Linked DNA regions of Rattus norvegicus: region 2 is linked to region 1. A link is a contact called in public HiChIP or PLAC-seq data. All regions are on one chromosome and are shown on one strand. The core of a region is the stretch at or near the end of the contact, and the rest is flanking DNA. Distances in the headings are between cores, read along the strand shown. Region 1 holds the start of Atf4 (activating transcription factor 4). Region 2 holds the start of Adsl (adenylosuccinate lyase).

Region 1 (3,101 bases), core at 164-2,663:
CAGGGAAGAGGCTGCAAGAATGTAAAGGGGGCAGCCTGGTCGACTTTTATTACACTTTCTGGGAGATGGCCAATTGGGTTCACTGTCTGAGGGGGCTCCTTATTAGTCTCTTGGACTAGAGGGGCAAAAAGATCACATGTGTCATCCAACGTGGCCAAAAGCTCATCTGGCATGGTTTCCAGGTCATCCATTCGAAACAGAGCATCGAAGTCAAACTCTTTCAGGTCCATTTTCTCCAACATCCAATCTGTCCCGGAAAAGGCATCCTCTGGGGAAAAAAATTTCAGGAGAGAACGGTTCATACTAGAGGCAGAAAACCTTTAGAACACCAAACCCACATGAAAAGAGCACACTGGTGCAGGTGTCCTCCCTACTCACCCTTGCCGGTGTCTGAGGCACTGACCAACCCATCCATAGCCAGCCATTCTGAGGAGCCCGCCTTGTCGCTGGAGAACCCATGAGGTTTGAAGTGCTTGGCCACCTCCAGATAGTCATCTAAGAGACCTAGGCTTTCTTCAGCCCCCAAACCCGACTGGTCGAAGGGGGACATTAAGTCCCCCGCCAACACTTCGCTGTTCAGGAAGCTCATCTCGGTCATGTTGTAGGGATTTGCTGGTATCGAGGAATGTGCTTAACTCGAAGGTATCTTTGTCCGTTACAGCAACGCTGCTGCTGGGTTTCGTGAAGAGCCTGCATAAGGATCCAAAAGCAAGTTCAATCATCTTTCTATCTAGGATGCTGGATGACAAAATCCCAAAAGCTTCTAAATGGAGAGCACGTGGGCTCAAGGCCATTGTGTAAGCTTCCCCAGCCGCCAGCTCGGGTTGCACAAGATGGAGGCTTAGCTTTGCTTCACCGGCCACCCGGAGGAAGCAGCTTGTCCTCAAGTCCTAATACGGCCAAGGCCGTCGCGCCCCGCCCCCGTGACTCACACCCCCCCCCCGCCCCACCGCCATCTTGGCCTCGCCACGTTCGCAGAATGACACCGGGAACCCGGGGGGGCGCGAGACGACTAAGTTAAGAGAGGACGAAGAGGAAGTAGCAGGGTTTTAGGCACTACTCCCTCCACGCCGCCTGCCCAACCCTCCCCGTGTGCGCCGGCGTTGCGGGGCCACCCAAACAAGGCCGACGCGTCTGGCCGCTTGTAAAGCCGCGTATGCTGGTCAACGCGCCCAGGCCGCACCCAAACACAGCAAAGCACACGCCCGCGCAGTCGGCCCAATACTCACGCCATGGCTTAAGCCGGTGGGGGTTGCCGCTGCAGAGCCTGGTGCTGCTGCCGCCGCTGCAAAGGCCAACGCTGCCGCAGGCTCTGCTGCCTCTAATACGCCATGGTGGCCGCAAGCCCTGCGGGAGGGGAAGAGGAAAGGAACAGCGTACAGAGAGACATCTACCACAGAGCAAGCAGAAATGGCGGCGACACGCCCTAAACCCGCCTTTTATAGAATCGGTGAGGGACGCAGTACACCCCGTATCCTCCCACCGTGGTCACGTGATCCCGCCGCCGCTCCACCTAACCCTATCCCATTGACGCTCTGGCCCGTCCAAACCCTTCTCCGCTGTGCTCGGGGAGTAACTGGGGCGTTACAGAGTATCCTGAAGGCCCCATGAAGGAAGAAAAGTGCACTACTTTATAGGTTTGCGACCAACTGAAGTCACGTTCCGGAGTGCGGAGGGATCGCTCGTTACGGAACTTCCGGTGTCTTACAGGGCGTGGAGAGACACCTAACCAAAGCTATGACGGTCAAAGCCAAAGCTGCCTGGTTATCACGCGAGACGCCGTAGGAGCGCGCGTCGAGCTGATTGGCCCAGGCGTGACGAGTCATCTAAACCTTAAGTTTCTATTGGCTCTGAACCTGGGCGCCCTAGGAGCACTAATATCGGGAAGAGCCACCAGAGGTTCCGGGTACCAGACTCTTACAGCTACCGACTCATCAGAGGTCACCCCAATGTAGTTGCTCTCTCCGGCATCGCTCCCGGGCAGCTTTGGTCCAGCACGGAGCAAACAGCTTTCCAGGAGTGACACTTGGGCTGAAAGCCCTCTTTCCCTGTATTTGTTGTTCTCAGAACCAAATGGGCAGAGCTTTAGGCATATAGAAAGGTCCTCTGGAGTTACCTGGTCCAATCCTGTCAGTCCAGGGACCGCACTTTGAGACAGGGCGTTCATGTTGGGGCCTTATTGGGAGATACTCCGGTTCCTCCAGCCCTGCATCTTTCCTCTGAATCCTGTACTGGGAAAATATACCTAACCTTAGATCTAACCTACTCTAAAATATGCCCATCACTGCTGGTTTGTATAGGGTCAGTTCCCTTAATATTGTGTTTTATTCAGTTGGATCTCAAGCCCTAGAGTAGTTCTGATTAACTCCCAAGTCTTAACTTCCTGGTATAGCCTTACCAAGAAGTCATCCTGGTGAGTGAGCAGCTGCTTAAGTGGTTGGAAGCCCCAAGTACTGGTCAAGGACAACTCACCATAAAGGATGCTGTTTTGGAAGTGCTGAGAGGCCCTCTTCCCAACTCCAGCCTGCAATCTTTTGAGTTTCCACGTCTTTTTAAGTGACTCATACAAATACCACTCAATTGGCACAGTGCCCGCCCCTTACTGCTCAGTAATTATTTGCAAGCCAAGTACTCCAGTACACACAATCCTAGCACTCGGGCACCATGGTTCAAGGTCATCCTTGATTACATGGTTATTGATTGCTATTTATTAATTCAAACCTAATTCCCAAGTCCCTCTCTCCCTAACTCCATGATTCATCTTCCTTCCTCAGAGGACCTTTCATTATTATTTACTGAGACTAAAGCAACTAAATAAATAACGCACAAGGCCTACATAATGAGATGTTTCTATCGACAAAGAAGTCATGAGTACATGTGCACACAAACAGAAGTTTCCTAGTCTCTCCATGCAAAGGATAACTATGTCCTCCCTTTGCTCTGGAAACAGAAACAGGAGCCACAGTTATATTGTTAAGTAGACATCCCTTACATGTTTCTGTCCCCTAAGTGTAATGTATCCTACAAATGTTTTTTAACTTATGCTGAATTTGTAACCCCGTGATGTATTTGCTAAACTCCTGAACCTGTGATACATGACT
Region 2 (3,101 bases), core at 189-2,688, 670 kb before region 1:
GAATCGTTACAGCTCTCTGGATCACTCACGGCTTTGTTCAACCTCTCTGGGAAGCCTCTTTCCCAAAATCACTTAAAAAATACTGAACCGAAGGCCCTGGGTTCGGTCCCCCAGCTCCGAAAAAAAGAAAAGAAAAAAAAAAAATACTGAACGGAACAACTGTTCATGCTGCCCCTGTAAGACAAAATACTAATGTGGCTGTGGTGTTGAACCCTTTGATCCTAGTACTTGGGAGGTATAGGCAGGCTGATTTCTGTGAGTTTGAGACTAACCATAGGCTAGCCACAGCTACACAGTGAGACACTTCCTCAAAAAACACAAGCCAGCAAAACCCCTCCCCCCTCAAATCAAATCACCACAATTAACACCCCACAACTCATGTACCTTCTGTAATGAACACTTGCCCAGATCCTCCCTTCTCATAGCAAAATTTATACAGAAATAGTGGCTCAGAAATAGATTCCAATGCTGTCATTAGCTTTAAAGGCACCAAGGAAAACAAAGTGACCAAAGACTCAGCTCAGGTTCTAGAATGAATCTAGGTTCAAATCCCAGCTCTGCTGTCAAGTGCTAGCTGGGTAACCTAGGGCAAGCCTTGATCCTTACAAACTTTGTTTTGTCCTCCGGAAAGAAGAAAATTCAGGGACTGGAGAGATGGCTTAGTGGTTAAATGCACTTACAGAGGACCCAGGTTTAGTTCCCAGGACCCACATGGCACCTTAAGACAAGTTGTTAACTAGCTCCCTCTCCTGACAATGTCTGCTGGCACCAGATATGAGTGGTGAACGTGCGTACATACAGGCAAAGCACTTAAACGCAAAAAATAAAAATAAGTATATCTTCTTTTAAAACTGTGCGAAAATCACCATTAAGTTTACAACTTACTTATAAAAAGAATGTACTTGTTTTGTGTGTATGTGTGTGTGTGTGTGTGTGCGCGCGCGCGCGCGTGTATGTGTGAGCGCATAAAGTCGGAGAACAACTAATGGGAATCAGGTATGCCTCACTCAACATGTTGCCCCAGGGCTCGAACTCAAGTCTGATGGCTAGGCGGCAGGCGCCTTGGCCCCTGCCTGCGAGGTATAAATAGCATTCCACTTGAAATGCGCTGTGGAAGGACGCAAACTCCCATAGCCTTGCCCAAATTGAAGTCCTCCAAAGGATGTGCCGGTCTCTAGGACCTGGCCGAGGCAACAGGTGCTCGGGCCATGACCTCGGTCGAGACAAGGGGCCCGGCCAGTTACCTGTTCGGCCTCCGCCAGCCACAGCCACAGCTGCCGCCACGTCTGGAACTTGTACCTGTCGCTGAACAAGAAGCACATTTCATGGCTGGCGTAGCGAGCCGCCAGCGGAGAACGGTAGCTTTCAGCACAGGCAGGGTCCCCGGATGCAGCCATTTTCAACACGCGACTCAGCTACGGCGGACTTCAGTAGCGGGCCCAAAAGCGGAAGCCCAGCGTGCATGGGGCGGGACTTCCTCCTTTGGCCCCGCCCCGCGGGTAATGCTACCCTGGAGGGTGGAGGTAGTTCACGTTTGGCTCGTCCTTTCTGAGGGTCAACGCTTTTCTCTTGGTTTCAGCGAGGTACGGTTAAAGCTTCTTAAATCTCTGTCCAACGCCGTGCCTCCTCGATTTTTCCATCTGAGGAACGCACATTAAGACCCGCGTTTAACCCAGAAAGGAAAGTTCCAGAGGCCAGTCGTAGGGACGCCAGGAAGGAGCCCTAGTGGACACTCGGAGTACTTCCGTCCCGCAGGAGCCAGGCTCAGCAGGAGACTGAAACTCTTAAACTGCTTGCTGGTTCCGAGCTCAGAAAGCAGCCTGTCAGAATTACTCCACGCATGATCGCTCGAGAACAAATCAAACCAAGAATTCAAAATTTCCGTGGCAGAATAAAACTGAAATAGCATACATCTTTTAAAAAAGAACTAATAAGTTAAATTTCGATTGGCTTCTATATTTGCACCAGGAAAGGACTAAGCAAGCTAAATTGATTTAAAGCAGAAAACAAACAACAAAACAAAAAGCAAAATAAGAACAAAAAGGATCTGCCTTCAAGAGTGTTCTCCAAGGGATTGCAGCAGCACGTGTAGGATCCTTAAAATGCACCTTGTTAGAAAGTGTCATGACTAACACTTTATATAGTAATTAGATACAAATGCTAGGAATAAAAAGTATGTGGAAAAAGAGTAAATAAAAAATAAGAATGTGGGGGCTGGAGAGATGGCTCAGCGGTTAAGAGCACCCAACTGCTCTTCCAGAGGTCATGAGTTCAATTCCCAGCAACCACATGGTGGCTCACAACCATCTGTAAAGAGATCTGATGCCCTCTTCTGGTGTGTCTGAAGACAGCTACAGTGTACTTATATATAATAAATAAATAAATTAAAAAAAAAAATAAGAATGTGGGCTGGAGAGATGGCTCAGCGGTTAAGAGCACTGACTGCTCTTCCAGAGGTCCTGAGTTCAATTCCCAGCAACCACATGGTGGCTCACAACCATCTGTAATGAGATCTGGTGCCTTCTTCTGGTGTGTCTGAAAACAGCTACAGTGTAAAATTTAAAAAAAAAAAAAAAGAAAGAAAGAAAAGAAAAAAAAGAATGAAAAAGTGAAAGGTTGTTTTGGGGAGCCAGGCATGGCAGAACCCGTTTGTAAACCCAGCACTTGGGAGATGCAGGCAGGATCAGGAGTTCAGTCATCCTCAGCTATGTAGTTAAGACCCACAGACACCACCAGGCTACTTGAGACCCTGTCTCAAACAACTCCTCACCAAAAACCAACAAAAAGCTTTAAAAAAAAAAACAAAAAAGCAAATAAAGGGGCTGCTATAGGTGGCAGTGTAAGCTTCTCCCTTTCCTACTTAAAACTGTTGCTTTAAGTAGGAAGTTAATTATTTCATTGATAGTTATTCTAATAGTTTTTTTTTCTCAAGACAGAAATTTCTCTATGTAGCCTTGGCTGTTCTGGAACTCATTCTGTAGCCCAGACTGGCCTTAAACCTGCCTGAGAGATCTGCCTGCCTCTGCCTCCCGAGTGCTGGGTATGGCACTACCTCCAGGCTACTTCTTGTCTTTTTGAGACAGGGTCTCACCATGTAGCCA

What was found. HiChIP or PLAC-seq counts read pairs in DNA pulled down with a chosen protein or histone mark.
Region 2: an H3K27ac HiChIP or PLAC-seq map of oligodendrocytes shows a contact between it and region 1, with 11 times the contacts expected there. The contact joins the promoter of Adsl here to the promoter of Atf4 in region 1. A contact is called at or near these places in 7 of 12 Hi-C or Micro-C datasets (the A7r5 cell line, the Rat2 cell line, Schwann cells and 4 more) and 1 of 1 datasets of contacts at active chromatin or transcription factors (oligodendrocytes).

What each region holds. Positions count from the first base shown.
Region 1 is chr7:113,682,993-113,686,093 of GRCr8, reverse strand. It overlaps Atf4 (activating transcription factor 4), which reads right to left and starts at 1,413. Exons shown (of 3, transcript NM_024403.2): 1 at 1,230-1,413; 2 at 379-690; 3 at 1-268. The coding sequence starts at 598.
Region 2 is chr7:114,357,777-114,360,877 of GRCr8, reverse strand. Adsl (adenylosuccinate lyase) reads right to left here and starts at 1,438. Exons shown (of 13, transcript NM_001130503.1): 1 at 1,245-1,438. The coding sequence starts at 1,397.